2 separate regions of the Macaca mulatta genome follow, and region 2 is linked to region 1. Evidence: chromatin contacts called from public Hi-C data. All regions are on one chromosome and are shown on one strand. Each heading gives the region's core, a stretch centred on a gene start, on an enhancer-like site or on the middle of the called end of the contact. The rest is flanking DNA. Distances are from core to core; before and after follow the strand shown.

Region 1 (3,986 bases), core at 221-2,720:
CATGTTTTGTGAGAGCAAGTTTATTTCAAGTTTGCCCTTATTCCTAGGCATGGCCCTTCAGGGATTTCAACTGAAAGCCCTGAGTGTAACTAGAAGCTCTGCTTCTTTGCAGACCTTGAATTCCAATTTTTGTCCCTTCAGACTCATAAGACTGCTGTAAACACCACTCAGCTTCTGGACCAGTGCTTACAAATTAACAAATACCTCAAGAGGAAAGGAAACCAAATGTCAAATTTACTTCTCTGCACTTTTTTTTCTGCACTTCTTTTCTATCTTTGATCTTGATCCTTTAAATCTGTGTTGCTTTGTTAGCTCTCCAAAGCCTTCAAACAAATGCTTTATGTATTTTACCCACCTTTTCAATGTTCTCCATGAAATGGTAAGTATGATACAAGCTAGTCTGCCATAGACAGAGGCAAGCCCAAGTGAATCATTTTTAAGAGAATAAATCTGGACCTTCTTATGTATTTCCCATGTGATACATCGTCACAGAATTATGCTATGAATCTATAACAATAGTACTGTGATTACTTAAAAACCATACTATATCCTATATAGTGATAAGAAACTCTCTCAATAAATAAGGATGAGCACATAATAAATTTTCATGTGTAAGCAATAGCCTCATTAATTAAGTTTTGCAAGGGTTGTATCAGCTGGTTTAATACCTGTATTGACCTTACATAGGCAAAATTCTTTGAGAGGCAGGGAATGTACTGTAACATACTTGGTGTCATCTGCATCACCAAAAATAATGCAGTTACATAAAAGGTTTGCAGGAAATGTTTTAAGCTCATCTAAAAATGGTTTATATCCTACGATAATGTAATTTCTTTTTTATATATACATATATATGTATATACGTAAATGCTTTTCAAGCAAAGATATCCTCACAGTGAATTAATTCATGTATTTAAGTATCTTTTACTTGGAACCCACACTCACAAACTGAGAAACTAGAAATAGGTTCTAATCTAATTTAAATACTAAGTTTAACACTAACTGCTCAAACAGAGCTCTAGAATAACTATACTTTTAACTTTATTATTTTATTGTGTGTGATATAAGTTGCACTGGACACATTAAGGAGGCAGCTGCCCACCCACAGGCCCTTTCAAGTCTGAGGGCCTCCTTCATAGCATGTGCTGAAACAGCCCTTAGGGCAGCTATAAGCGACTGGAAAGAGGATGAGCACTTGACCTGGGGCAGTTAACTAGAGGCTGACCAAGGCCAATGGTGCAACCTGGGGTGAAAAGATTAGCCAAGTCAATAGGATTCCATCTCTCTAGAATCTGAGATATGTTGAGAGAAGGAGTAAAAGGTGGTCCAAAAAAAAAGAGTAATACGTGGAGAAAGATGTCTTAAAGGGAAAACCATCGTTGTGAAAAAGCCACAACAATGATAAAACAGAAGCTCTGACGCAGACAGGAGAAAACAGGAAGCTGTGGTAAAAATAATCAATTAGCACCGGCAAGCAGAAGCAGACAGATGGAGAATAAGCCACGTGAAGGGCGAGCTCTGCAGTGGAAACGCCCACACTCTTGTGGTCGAGGCTCCTGGAGCTATTTTGGATCTCTAGTTCTAGTCCTTGAACCCCTGGGCTGTCCTGCCCAGATTCTTAGATTTGTCTCCACATACGCTGTATATGCTCATTTCTTAAATTCCCACGAAATCACTGTTTCCCCGATGTCCCCCTCCCCATATCCCTTCAATAAAGTTTGAAGAAACTGAGACGGAGTCTCCATACCTTGAGGCAAAAGACCAGAGGAATAAAACCCTTCAACTCCAGCCAGTTAGGGGCCCAATTTACTATCACAGATGAGTCTTCCCTGAATTCAATTTAAGATACATCAGACAGTTTGGTCGTTGCGGGGGTGGGGGGTGCAGATTATGCAGGCATTGACAAGGAGAATTAGCAGGTGACTTCCATAGCAGACAAAGAAGTCATTACCTGAGTAACATTATCATCACTGGCAGTGTTGAATCTCCGCACTTCTCCAGAATATTGGGTGCTATGCTCCAGGACAGAAGGCTGTTGTTCTGGAGCACCAAAGCTGTTAGGGTAGTAATTTGGAGCACCACCTTCAAAAGAAAACCACCCAGATGCACTTAGGAACAAGAAAAGTCAAGTAAGTCTGCAAATAATCACTGTGATGAGAAATAAATTTAAGTGGTAATCAAATACACATGTACACATACACGGATATAAACACAACACACACATGTTATTTTTAATTTCCTGCATTTAGCTACAGGTAGTATGAAGATTCTAAGGGAACGCTGCCATCTGCTAAATGCTTGCACAGGCTGCCGCACTTTATGAATGAATCTCAAAGTCCCTTTTGACACTTCAAAGGGTCTCATCTATCAAGTCCTCTGAGGCTTACAGCACATGTAGAAGTTTATACACGTGTGCTTGATTTGGCCACCATACAGGGATGAGGTTCAAAGACACATTTCAAAATTGACTTGAAAAATTGTGTCATTTGGACTCGGGTTCAATTCAAACACTGCATCACAAAATTCTTGACGGAAATCTGAAAGTTCTGGTTCTGCTCCTTGAATCTACAGACACAAGCATGGGGCTCTGTGATGTGACCTGACTGCTGCAAGGTCACACAGAAGCCAGTGGTAGATGTGGGGTTGGAACTCTGGGTTCTTTGTCTCCTCCAGCCCAGCATATACAGTATTTCCATTACAGAACTCTACTTTGCTATTCCTTGAAGTGTTTTTAGGATTCTCAGGGTATCTCTCCTTTACTGACGATGATGACTTTGTTCCATTGTAGCTTCACTTTCACACCCTCCACAGATCAATAAAAAAAGAATTTTAAAAAAAATGTGGTAATTGTATATCAGCACTTACTTATCTGGACTTATAAGAAACAGTGACAAATACAATCAAAATATTTTCTTTGACTTTTGAAATAAATTATGAGGCTTTTTTTTCATTTTGGCATATTTATTTTCTCAACTATACTTTGCTTTGGCTGACATTAGCAGAAGCTTTCACTACCCGAGCACACACTGCCTAAACAGGAGTGGCCCAGAAACATATTAAGTGGTTTGAGCAAACCAATCTGGGATCGGAATTTTAGCCAGCTCACTGCCATAACAGATCATCCACAGTAGATAATCAAGAGATGCCTATGTATGACATTCATCAAGACGCCAAGTGTGTGTGTAGGGGAAGGAAGAACACCATATTATTATGGAGCCCAATTATTAGCTCAAGAAATTCAACAGATCAGCCACATCTACATGAAAAGCAAAATGATCCAACAACCAGCCATCACAGTGCCTTCTTCATTAAGAATTAGCTCTTTGAAATGTGCCTAGTTAATTTTTAAAATCCTGCTTCCAAATGAGCTCTGACCTTTACTCAAAGTGGGAGTTGTCTTTAAGGCACTGACCACAAGAACAAATAAGCTCTTTCACAGAGCTTCAAGGTCATAGCCCAAATGCTCTACTTTTAAAATCAGGCCAGGTGCAGCGGCTCATGCCTGTAATCCCAGCACTTTGGGGGGCCGAAGTGGGTGGATCACCTGAGGTCAAGAGTTCAGGACCAGCCTGGCCAATGAAACCCTGTCTCTACTAAAAATACAAAAACTAGCTGGCATGGTGGCACACTCCTATAGTTCCAGCTACTCAGGAGGCTAAGGCATGAGAATCGCTTGAACCCAGAGGGGGAGGCTGCAGTGAGCCAAGATCATGCCACTGCACTCCAGCCTGGGCAACAGAGTGAGACTCTGTCTCAAAAATAAATAAATAGATAAATAAACATAGCAAAATGTAACAGCTGTGGCCTTTGGGTGTTGGGACTATATGGGTATTTTTCTTTTTTCTTCTTTTTCCTGTTTCCCAAATTTTCTTTAGGACACATGTATTATTTTTATTACAGAAAAATAAACTTTCTTCAAATATAGACATCTGTGGCTATAAACATAAATCATCAGTAAAATTTCTAAAGAGATCAATCAAGGCATG
Region 2 (3,650 bases), core at 1,073-3,572, 98 kb after region 1:
CACTACCATTACCACATCAAAAAAAAAAAGTTATTTTTTAAGAGCAAACATCGAGGCAGTGTTCCTAATGGTTTCATAAAGTCAAATGTTTGACTTTTTAAAACAAATTCAAAATGCAAAGAAGTTCCACACCTTGTAATTGGTTATCATGTCTTTTAAGTCTTTTTAAATTATAGATTTTCTCTCCATCTCTTTCTTTCCTTGAAACTTATTAAAGAAACTCAGTTGTTTGTTGAGCAGCATTTCCCATGGCTGAATTTTGCAGAATATATCTTCCTGGTGCAGGTCAACATTCACAGGATTCTCAGATTCAGTTGGAGGCACGTTTATCTACACTTTAAGTCATCAAGTAATTTGAATATATTAATATAAATCCCATATGCTCTTTTCCCCCCAGAAATACTCCAGATGATTCCTCAAATAACCTTTCATTCAGTAAGTTCCCCGTTGTAAATTTCCAGTTGGGTAATTTTCTTTATGTTTGATGGGTGCGCACAACGAAGAAAAGGCGGGGCGGGGAAATCTTTCTGAAATTCTTTAAATATATCCATTAGAGGGCGACATTGCCTTTAATATTACATTTACCCAATAAAGTTTTAAATTGCATAAAATTTACTTTTGTATTTTTGACAAGTTGGACCTCATTGCCTACTTTAACTTCTAATCTCACGTCTGTAAAGTGTGACTGTGTTCTCCTTTGTTAATTTGATCTCTGCTGACTTGTGTCTTTGATATTACAGTACTTCCATCTTTGACTCTGTTCCCAATTCTAACCATCGGGCGGCGATGTTGCATAAATAAAGACCCGTGGAAAGGCAAAATTAGGCGAAATTGCCAAATAAAAAGCAGTTTCGCCGGGGGTAAAGGCCATTAATTTCAGAAGGAAAGAGACAAACCAGACATTTCTAGTTCATATCCAACTCACAGCCCAAGGTCAGAACTGTGTAAAATGCAACACAAAGGAGCCATTCAGGAGTCGGGGAGGCTGACTTGAGAAGAGCGAACGCACAATCCCCGCTTTGAGTCTGCGGTTCCCGTGGAGGGGGCACAGGTCCGTTCGCGCACGTGCGTGTGAGTAGCCACAGGGCAGCGGCGGGACGTGCCTGGACCGGGCATGGGAGTGCTGAACTTACAGAGCTCTGGCGGACCGCTTGGGGACACCCGCCCCGCGGTAAGTTGGCACTGGCGCTGCCTGGAGGTCAGCCACTCATTGTACCCCGGCGGAACTGGGTCCCGCGGGGGCATACGGCTCGCCCACCAGCACGCGTTAGGAGGCGAACACCTGCATCCAGCTAGGTGTTCCGAGCGGAACCCAGGGCTAGGGACCGCTCTGCCACCTTCTTCTCATTCTTCCTGTAAGAACACTCTCTACCTCGGACAAAAAGGATCCACCTGACAGCAAGTGGTATCGTCACACAGCGGTAACAGAAAACTCATGGATACTCTCGAGAATCTGACAAAAGTTGGGGCCTCCTCCCCATAGTAGCACTCAGAAAAGGGCAGGTGAAACTACAAATGGGCGGAGGCACTCACAGGCTTTCTGGGGCCCGTCCATTGATCAGATCCCAGGTTAAGAAATTCTGTCCTGATTGGAGCCTAGACAGCCGCGCAAAGAAGCCAGACGGACTTGGGAAGAGAGGCAGGGACGTCCCTCCTCCCTCCAAACACAGCCAGCGTTTCATTTCGGATTGCGGGAGGGGCCTGGCCGAAGGTGGAGGAGAGGTGGAGCGCCTGGCTGGGGCCCTCCCCATTCTCCTGGCCCCCACCCCGGAACGCCTGGCTGAGAAGGGTTCCAAAGCGAGCAGCGAACGCCCAAAGCCTGGGCTGCGGGAAGGTGGCAGCGCTCTGTAGCTTTTCCTTTGCATTTTTCTTTAAATCGTGAGCTCCGGAGCTATGGTTTCGACCGCTGCTTTCCCGTCTCCACCTCCACCTCCCAGTTCGCTGGCTCGCCCTTCCCCCTCCCCCACCCCACCCCCACCCCCCACCCCCCACCCCCCACCCCCCACCCCCCCAACCCACCCCCCACCCCCCCAACCCACCCCCCATCCCCCCAACCCACCCCCCACCCCCACCCCCCCACCCCCCATCCCCACCTCCATCTCCACCCCCATCCCAGCCGCGTGCCCGGCCCTCCGCCTCCAGCCCCGCCTCCGCCGCCGCGGGGTTTCACCCAAGGCAAAGTGAAATCTGCATAGTGACCGCCCCCTCGAAGATCATTGGTGCATCCCCGCCCATCGCGGCCGGTGATTGGTGAGCTGCCCGAGGTTATTTGCATGTCGGACGCAGCCTGGTACCCAGCTGTGCCGCCGGCCGGCGCCGAGCAGAAGTTTGCCGAGCGCTTTCTCGCCGGCTGGTCCCGGACTCGCGCTGCGCCCTGCGCCCTTCGCCGCCGCCCTGTTCTCCCGGGAGTCCTTCTCTGTGGAGGACTGACGCTCCGCTTGTGGGAATTAGAGGTAGACAAGGGGGAGTGCCGAGGGGGAGCGGCGAGGATCTTTCCAGTGACAGCTTCGAGTCGGGACGCCAGGAGCGTGGGGCTCCGGCTGGCCACGGATCTCGCCCGCCTTCCCGCGGCCTCCGGGCTGGCAATGCGGCCGCCGAGCCCCGCGGCACAGAGAGGAAAGAGGGTGGCTCGGAGAGCCTAGAGCTTGTTTCTGCCCACTTGGGGAAGAGCGCATGGAGTTGTGAGCGCCCCTCGCTCGCTCGGCGACGCCGCCCGCGGCAGGCTCCCCATGGCCGGGACGTACAGCTCGACTCTGAAGACGCTGGAGGACTTGACCTTGGACTCCGGGTATGGGGCCGGGGACTCGTGCCGCTCGCTCAGCCTCTCGTCCTCCAAGTCCAACTCGCAGGCGCTCAACTCTTCGGCGCAGCAGCACCGCGGGGCGGCCTGGTGGTGCTACTCCGGCTCCATGAACAGCCGCCACAACAGCTGGGACACGGTGAACACGGTGCTGCCCGAGGACCCCGAAGTGGCCGACCTCTTCTCGCGCTGCCCGCGGCTCCCGGAGCTGGAGGAGTTCCCCTGGACCGAGGGAGACGTGGCCCGGGTGCTCCGCAAAGGTGCGGGCGGTCGGCGGCTGCCCCAGTTCTCCGCCGAGGCGGTGAGGCGCCTGGCCGGGCTGCTCCGTAGGGCTCTGATCCGCGTGGCCCGCGAGGCGCAGCGCCTGAGCGTGCTGCACGCCAAGTGCACCCGCTTTGAGGTGCAGAGCGCCGTGCGCCTGGTGCACAGCTGGGCTCTGGCGGAGAGCTGCGCGCTGGCAGCCGTCAAGGCGCTGTCCCTGTACAGCATGAGCGCCGGAGACGGGCTGCGCCGGGGCAAGTCCGCGCGCTGCGGCCTCACCTTCTCAGTGGGCCGCTTTTTCCGCTGGATGGTGGACACCCGAATCTCCGTACGCATCCATGAGTACGCGGCCATCTCGCTCACCGCCTGTATGGAGAACCTGGTGGAGGAGATCCGAGCCAGGGTGATGGCCAGCCAGAGCCCTGATGGCGGAGGGGCCGGAGGCGGGGAGGTGTCTGCTGAGGCCCTGGAGATGGTCATCAACAACGACGCCGAGCTCTGGGGCGTCTTGCAGCCCTATGAGCATCTCATCTGCGGCAAGAACGCCAATGGTAAGCGCGCGGGCCTCGGACTGGCAGACTGGGTAGGC

The links. Hi-C and Micro-C count contacts between places; a contact is called where the count stands out from the background.
Region 2: a Hi-C map of blood shows a contact between it and region 1, with 4 times the contacts expected there. The contact joins the promoter of ABTB2 here to the enhancer-like site in region 1. A contact is called at or near these places in 4 of 14 Hi-C or Micro-C datasets (CD4 T cells, blood, cortical neurons and 1 more).

Annotation. Positions count from the first base shown.
Region 1 is chr14:30,815,896-30,819,881 of T2T-MMU8v2.0, forward strand. It overlaps CAT (catalase), which reads right to left. Exons shown (of 13, transcript XM_001115625.5): 10 at 1,952-2,082. All of the region lies in intron 4 of LOC144334270 (a long non-coding RNA gene), which reads left to right. Among named protein-coding and RNA genes, the nearest start is that of CAT, 26 kb to the right of the region's middle. Within about 2 kb of position 1,471, at least 11 of the 40 cell types and tissues checked have an H3K27ac peak or open chromatin away from gene starts, as enhancers often do. A contact at or near this core is called in CD4 T cells and blood, where this site is marked.
Region 2 is chr14:30,912,579-30,916,228 of T2T-MMU8v2.0, forward strand. ABTB2 (ankyrin repeat and BTB domain containing 2) reads left to right here and starts at 2,323. Exons shown (of 17, transcript XM_015114548.3): 1 at 2,323-3,612. The coding sequence starts at 2,730.